Linked DNA regions of Mus musculus: region 2 is linked to region 1. A link is a contact called in public Micro-C data. All regions are on one chromosome and are shown on one strand. Each heading gives the region's core, a stretch centred on a gene start, on an enhancer-like site or on the middle of the called end of the contact. The rest is flanking DNA. Distances are from core to core; before and after follow the strand shown. Region 1 overlaps Dlc1 (deleted in liver cancer 1). Region 2 overlaps Dlc1 (deleted in liver cancer 1).

Evidence for each region. Hi-C and Micro-C count contacts between places; a contact is called where the count stands out from the background.
Region 2: a Micro-C map of brown adipocytes shows a contact between it and region 1, with 2.6 times the contacts expected there. The contact joins two enhancer-like sites. A contact is called at or near these places in 5 of 484 Hi-C or Micro-C datasets (adipose-derived mesenchymal stem cells, brown adipocytes, cerebral cortex and 1 more) and 1 of 115 datasets of contacts at active chromatin or transcription factors (fibro-adipogenic progenitors).

The regions. Positions count from the first base shown.
Region 1 is chr8:36,601,510-36,605,547 of GRCm38.p6, forward strand. All of the region lies in intron 5 of Dlc1 (deleted in liver cancer 1), which reads right to left. Among named protein-coding and RNA genes, the nearest start is that of Trmt9b, 150 kb to the left of the region's middle. Within about 2 kb of position 2,207, at least 43 of the 459 cell types and tissues checked have an H3K27ac peak or open chromatin away from gene starts, as enhancers often do. A contact at or near this core is called in brown adipocytes, where this site is marked.
Region 2 is chr8:36,897,108-36,901,149 of GRCm38.p6, forward strand. The region is part of intron 2 of Dlc1 (deleted in liver cancer 1); the gene reads right to left. Among named protein-coding and RNA genes, the nearest start is that of Dlc1, 53 kb to the right of the region's middle. Within about 2 kb of position 2,059, at least 28 of the 459 cell types and tissues checked have an H3K27ac peak or open chromatin away from gene starts, as enhancers often do. A contact at or near this core is called in brown adipocytes, where this site is marked.

The DNA of each region.
Region 1 (4,038 bases), core at 957-3,456:
TATTATCTTTTAATTATTTCTTTTTGGAGATTATTTTACACCATTTCCTCTGCTTTTTCTTCCCTCCAAACCTTCTTAAATATCTCTCTTTGCTTGTTTACAAACGCAGGGCCTTTTAAACATACACACATATACATATATACATACATGCATACACACACATACACACACATACACACATATACACACATGCATGCATGCATACAGTCTGGGTGCTTTGCTTGCACATAGATCTGTGTTCCATGTGTGTGCTTGGTGCGCAGAGAGGTGAGAAGAGGGTGTCAGACCCCCTGGACCTGGAGTTACAGAGGGCTGTGAGCCACCGTGTGAGTTCTGGGAATGGAACCACAATCCTCTGAAAGAGCAACAAGTGCTCTAAATCACTGAGCCATCTCTCCAGCCCCACAAATTCTTGGCCTCTTAAAAGGATAGTTAAGATACCTCACTGTTTCCACGTCCTTAGAGACTATTTTTAAAGAACAGACTGTTGGACATTAAATAATAGTTAAAAAGTAATGTTTGCTTTCTTATTATTTCACTTAAAAAGTGGCAAGTTAGCTAGAAATTCGAAGCACCCGCCCAGTTTTGGGCATGTCAGAGAGTGCACATACAAGGCCCTCATCAGGCGCTAGAGTCTCAGACCTATTTACACATGTTCCCAATATTCTTACTAAAGCGGCTTCATGTTGAAAGGTATGTGAAAGAGGCAGGATATTTTTTTCCAAACCATCTTTACATGTATAAACGTAATCCTTTACATACCACAAGAACTTTTCACAGACATTAATCCATTAAGGTCCCAATCAAGGACATCTGAGGCTGGCCTGAGTCTCAGTTGTTGGCTGGCCTGTGCCTCTCTGTTATTTTATATCATTAAGAAAATGTCATGTTCTCATTCAAGCCTAAACTGACACCACACAGTCACTTCTAGGGCTGCTCGGTTAGAAAAGAAATGGTGTGGTCTGGGGGGATGGCTCTGTGGGTGAGAACATTCACTCTGCAAGCGAGAGGTTCTGAGTTCAAATCCCAGCACCCATGCAAAAACCCAGGCAGACAGGTAGACGACTGAGACTCCTGGGAACACCAAACACTAGTTCATTTCCCCACACTGATCCTAATATCTGCTCACATCACCCTCAAGAGAAATGATCCTAAAACACAGATGGAAGTGTTTAACCACCTTTCTTCAAAAAAATGAGCTTAATGTCGCAGGTGAGTGAGGGAACAGGGCCACATAGAACGCTAGTTTCTTTGGAATAGAGTAGACTTTTCCTTTTGGAGGGAAAAAAAAAAAACTGTAGCAGTGAAAAAGTTTAAGATATTGAAAATGAGCCCGGGAGGTAGCTAGGTGGATACATGGTGTTCTTGCACAAATCTGATCAGTGCAGTTCAGTCCTGGAGCCTAGGAGAGACCTGGAAGCTGTACTCTGACCTCTGCATACATACCACAGCACGAACATAGGCGTGTACGCGCGCACGCCTGTACGCATGCGTACTAAATCTCAGAGCCCACCACCAGAAGCCTGTGCGCCAGGACCTTAGCATCTCCCCCTGCTCTCTAGCAACACTTCCACCTGGCTCCAGGGTAGACCTTGAGTGCAGGTGGATGGTGCTTTGAGAGCAGCGAGGATGATGGGTTTAAAACAGAAAGGCCTCCGGAGACTTGAAAGTACAATGGCGACACAATGAAGCTTGCAGACAAGGGTTCTGCTAAGCAATCGACAGGCAAACAGGTTAAGGAGGAAACGGGAAGTTTTTCTTGGAAGCAGCTTAGTCGCTGGTCAGTCACAGCTCTGCACATGAGATGAATGAGCGCTAAGACCCTTTGTGCATGGCTGGGAACCCTTAGCCCGTATTTACACATTTCCTGGCTGGCTGGGATGCCCCTTTCTTCCTCCCCCAACACCTTAACCTTAAGTCTGCAGACGGTCCCTTAGCCAGCCATCCTGCCGCTGAGCTCTGCTGTTCTGAGCAGATCAAGCGGTCGCCCAGAAGTCTAAACAGGCTGCAATACTTCCCCAGTGGGAACATGTGGATTTCTTTCCTTCTTTCCCCATATACCTGCTCATCATATTTCTCCCTTCAAAGAAATGCCAAGGAATCAGAGAATGCTACAAAAAGAAAAACGCAGGCACTTTCCCCCAATTCCTTGCAAGTCCTGAAGTAAGACAGATGTGTGGGCAAAGGTTCATGTGTACAGAGAGCTACGGGCAGACAGGGGTGGGGGTGGGGCTTTCAAATCCAAACCAAGATTCCTTCCTGGCCCTGGCTGACAGATTCCTTCCAAAGGGAAGAAGAAAGCGGCCAGCTTATCTGTCTCTCCGCTAGGTCAAGGAGGTCAGCAATGCACACAATGGCTTTGGTAACAGCCCACCTTCACCCAGAGGGTGCGGCTCATGGATGGGTGGGTCATCTGCAGAAGCATCCTGGCCCACAAAGGAGTAAGGTAGTTAAAATATCAGGGACCAGAATGATTCTTAACCCTGGAGAAGTGGTAACACTGTCTTGAAAAGACTTTATACAAATGCCAAAGACCATCCAGTCCACAGCACAGACATCTTCTTTTATAAAAGCCCTCTAAGCAATGTACGTGTAGGCAGGACTGACTCCCCTGCATCTCCCCACAGCATGGTCTCTCTCCAGTCACTAGTGTATTCTAGGGTCTAGTATATTCTTTTGTCCTTGAATCTCCCTTTGACTCTAACAGATTTTGAGTAAACCTCTCTCCATCCTTACCTCCAGCAAGCTCTATGGGAACCTAGTGTGGATTTCCCACACCACATACTTCCCTATGTCCCACGCTGCTTGGAACTCCTCAACAACTTCCTATCATCTTTGAGTGACAATCCAACCCCTTAGCCAAGTCCTTGGGCTCTCCTACCTTGGCCTCTTGGCTTGCCTTCTCAGCTCTTGAAAGGCCTCCAGTTGGAAGCTCTCTCCGTTCCCAGGATACCCTGGCTATCCAGGGCTGGTATTCTCTTTAGACTTCAATAAACACCCCCATCTTCACCTCACCAACTTCCTCCTTAACTCAAGTACACCCCTAAAATACTCCCTTTTTGTACCCCAGAACCATGTGCTGATTGGTTGTAAAAATGCAAAGAAAAAAAAGTCCAATTTTGAAATTTTCATTTCTTCAAAGGCAGACTAAGGACTTTCACTTGACAACTGCAAGAATAAATGTTAAACACACACAACTGCCAACTCTGGCTATCAGGAGTTATCTATGTAAGATGAATTCCAACTAGGGCCAAGTCACATAGAATACTTACTTGATATTTTTTAAGCTCCAATGTTATCTAATCACAGGAAAGATTCTGAGAGCAGCGAGGCTGCATTCCTACCCTCAGGTGCCTAAAAGAAAATTCCAAGCATCTATGGCATATATTCTGGAAGCTTCTTGGGAGACAGGGTAATCACTCAGTCTGGGCTTTGGGCAGACCCAAATCCACCGTGGGGCATTAAGTAAAGCAAGCCAGCCTGTATATTCTCCTTCGTGTGGTCTGGTCTTTACTTTCTGAACTAGGTGAGCGGCCAGCTATCTTCAGGGATGATCAGAGAGCCCCAAGTTCCTGCCAAGTAGGAGGCCAGGTGGAAAGGCTTGCCACAGCCCTCCCCCATCCCCCCACTTCACCCCCAATGCAGGGGCCTGATGACCCTCTGCCCTTGTCTCTGGAATCATTTAGTTACTCAAGTGTTCCTCTAGGGCCTGGGAGTTTGTAAAGTCCCAAGTGATTTGTTAAGTCAGCCCCAGAGAATCCCCTTCCCAGTGGGAAGTCCTGTGGGGAGCTTCTAAGGCCAGGCTGCTGACTGCACCCCACCTATGCCCACTCTGCCACCCAATACTACCCGCCCCTCAACTGATCCAGCATCCCTGGCTTCTCCCTACCCACGCCCCTTAGTCTTCCTTCTTCTTCAGCGTGTACCATGTATGTTCCCTGAGCCCTCTCTGTAAGCTCCAAGAATAAGTCTGTCCACTTCGTTCACGGATCTCCCCCAAGTTCCACCCTATTTTGTGGCAGTGTGGTCCTCCAGTAA
Region 2 (4,042 bases), core at 809-3,308, 300 kb after region 1:
ATGCCCAAATTAATTATGTAATTGATGTAATTCAATGAGTTTTTATTTTTTGCCTTTTTCCTGATACTCACTCAACGATACAGTAATTAGGAGGAGATAAATAGCCTGTTGAGTTTGATACGTTCTTCTCCAACAATAGCGCTTCAATTCCTCACAATGCTTTCAGAAGGAAAATGTGCTTCAACTGTGGTACCACACATATGGCAGAAATGACAGCCGTGACCAAGAAATGCTTACTGCCCAATATATCTGACCAACCCATACTATTATGAGCAAATCTGCTAACAGTTTTAGTTGTTGATTAGTTTACACACACTCCTACCCTTGGAGTTTGGTGGCTCTGGTGCTGGGGAGTTTCTTATGTGCTTCCATGGTCTGTATTTGTTCCATGTTACCTTCACAGCTATGCTGACTGCAATTTCCAGATGACAGGGGCGATGACTGAGTGATCACAGAAATACCATCGGCAGCTTACAGTTTCTTGGCCTTTGTATCTCTCAGAAGGAATCCACTGTCATTATCTTACAATATCCTCACACTAACATGGTCAGGTAATTTAATCCTTATTTTATAGAAGAAATAGGAAATAGCTAAGTGACTGTCCAAGTCACACAGTCTGGGGAGAAGTTTTGCTAAGAAATATTTAAAAAAAATATTTTAGATAAAGTATTTTGAAAGAATCTTTAAAAGAAATATTTAAAAACATAAAATTAAAATTGTAATTATTTATCAAAATTAAGAATAAGATAATATGACTATATACAAGCATTAAGAAAACTCAAGCTGAAATACCCAACAAAGGGGAAAGAGAACCTGTAGAGACCATATCCAGAGGTTAGCCATGGCCCCTGGTTAAAGGATAGGGCCACTCACCCTTCAAAAAATTTTAACCAGAATTTCTCCTGTCTTAAAGGAAGCGCAGGGACAAGGCGTGGATCAGAGACTGAGGGAGGAGTTGTCCAGGAACTGTCCCACCTGGGGGTCCATCCCATGTGCAGCCACCAAACCTAGACACTTGCTGATGCTGGGAAATGCTTGCTGGCAGGAACCTGATGTAGATGTCTCCTGAGAGGCTATGTCAGAGCCTTTTGTATGCAGATGTGGATGCTTGGAGCCGAACATCGGACTGATCACAGGGTCCTCAATGGAGGATTTGGGGGAAGGACTGAAGGAGCTGAAGGGGTTTGCAACCCCATAGGAAGAATGATAACATCAACCAACCTGAATCCCCAGAGCTCCCAGGGACTGAGCCACCAAACCAAGGAGTACACATGGAGGGACCCATGGCTCCAGCTGCATATGTAACAGAGGATGGCTTTATGAGGCATCAATGGAAGGGGTAGCCCTTGGTCCTGTGGAGGCTCAACGGCCCAGTGTAGGGGAATGCTAGGGTGCTGGGACTGGAGTGGGTGGGTGGGTGGGTGGGTGGGTGGGTGGGGGAGCACTCTCGTGGAGGCAGGGGTAGGAGGGTGGAGTGGGGATTTTCGAGAGGAGGGGGAACCGGGAGGAGGGATAGCATTTGAAATGTAAATAAACAAAATAACAAATAAAAGTTAATAATAATAAAAGAAAACTCAAATGAAACGTGTATGGGCCAAAGCATAGTTATATGCAAGTCAGTCCTGGCCTTTGCTTTGTCTAAAGTCAAGATGATTGGCTAAGCAGCTGTGCTAGCTGGCCCTTTAACTTCCAGGGATTCACTCTGCTCTGCTTCCCCTCTCGGTAGCAACACTGGATTACAGATGTTTGGCTGCACCTGGCTTCTACATGGGGATCCAGACTCAGACCCTGATGCTTGTCGATCAAGCACTGTACCCACCGAATCACCTCTCTGGGCTCTGAAGAGTTAAAGGTCAAAAAGTATAGGAGAAAAACACATCCTTTCTAAGTATTCAGTCTTTGTTCATAGTAATGATGAAATTCAAATGTTTGTAATCACAAAATTACAAAAGACAAATTTCTCAGATGACAATTATAACAGGGTGGATGGGTTGGGATATTCTCCTCTATTATTTTTACTGAGTCTGAACTGGACAACCAATTCATTTGTCTGGCCCGAGGAAGTGATCTGTCACAGGAGATCGAATGACTATCCCCAAAGGAATTTGTAGAAATGCCACTAGTCTGGCTGGGTTTTCTTTTTATTTAATTACTTATAATTTGAAACCACACCATGGTCTCCTTAGTTACCACTGCAGAATCACTAAAGTTTAATGTAGTAACGATGCCTCATTAAAGAGATCTTAAGATATATGAGTTCCCGGTTTATGCTATTGAAGCAAATAAATACATCCTGAGACTGTAAAACATGATTGTCTTATTAATGACCATTTCCTCAATACCCCTCCCCCCCAAATGAGAACATGCTGTGTAAACTTCTAAAATAAAAGTGCTAAGCTTAAAGTGTTTCTCCTGGTCAAAAGATAAAACTAAAATACTTTCACAACCTCTGCTCTAGGATTCCTTGATTCGGATTTTTAAAATTTATTTTGTTTTATTTTATTTTTATAAAGGGAGTGATGAAAAAGTCAGAATTATTTTTTTGGACTACGTGCAGTTTGGCTTGTTCATGTAGTTACAAAAAAAAAAAAACCCAAATGTTTATCCAACAAAATGCTGAGAATCATGTCTCCTGGGAAATTTACACAAGGTCATAGTTTTATGAGCATTAAAAAAAAATCCTGTAAGGCAAAGGAGCGTGTAATATGAGAAAGCAAAGAAGCTGAGAAAGAAAAATTCAGATTTTGGTGGCTAAAACATCTATTCAGACAAAAGGTTACTGTTTTGCTAAAGTACTATATTTCATTTGCAAAAACATATTTGAATAGCGCATTTTTTTATACATACATATACTCTCACACATATTACTCTCTCTCTCTCTCTCTCTCTCTCTCTCTCTCTCCTGAGAAGCAAAAGAGTAGTGCTCAAACTTCAGCACTATTACAAATAAAAGAGTTAAAGTTTTAAACAAAACTGTCTGATGGGTCTTTAATATATAGACGTGTTAAAAAAAGTTTGTTAAAACTTGTAGGATGCGTAGGGGCTGGGACAACTTGCTACAGATAAAAGGTTCTAAAGGCTCGGTTGTCTGCAAGCAGACAGTATGGCTGTAGCTCCTCTGAATTCTGGGAATTTCAGTAGTTTCTTCTGTGCACTACTGAATGCCCACATTGCAAGTGCATAGTCCATGGAAGACTTATGCCAATGATTTGTTGAATGGCTGAGAGATCATGACATGCTCACAGAAAATATGTGAGAACCTATTAGATACCAGAACCTAGGTTTCTTAGTTTGAAGTGGAACCTTTGTCTATAAATAATTCCTTGTGGCTTCTTTACTTATAAAAGCAAATATGATAAACAAATACAACCAGAATGAAAATATTGCCTTTGGAGGAGATAATAGATGGTTGTACATGAGACTCACAAATGTACGCAGTATACATTTTATACATGTGCTGTCCAGAGCATACATGATTGTGCTCTTAGAGTTCCCCATTCCACAAACTTGCCAAGGGCCTCCAGGACATTTAGGATAAGAGCTAAGGATATTCTGAGCCCCTCAGAGTCCTGCCAGCCTCTCATTTGTCACACTCCTGTCCCTTACTCTGGTTGAGTCACCCTGCTTCGCCGTTCCTATCTTAAGCTCTGTTGCTGCAGATCTTGGAATTCCAGTTTCATTATTTATTATTATTATTGTTGTTGTTGTTATTATTATATTTTATTGGATATTTTCTTTATTTACATTTTAAATGTTACCCCCTTTCCTGGTTCCCTCTCCTAGAAACTCCCTATTCTATCCCCCTTCTCCTGCTTCTATGAGAGTGTTCCTCCACCCACTCACCCACCCCCACCTCCCGGCCCTTACACTGGGGCATCTATTGAACCTTCATAGGACCAAGGACCTCTCTTCCCATTGATGCATGACAAGGCCATCCTCTGCTACACATGCAGCTGGAGCCACAGGTACTCCTTGGTTGGTGGTTTAGTCCCTGGGTGTTCTGGGGGGTGGTATCTGTCTGGTTGATATTGTTGTTCTTCCT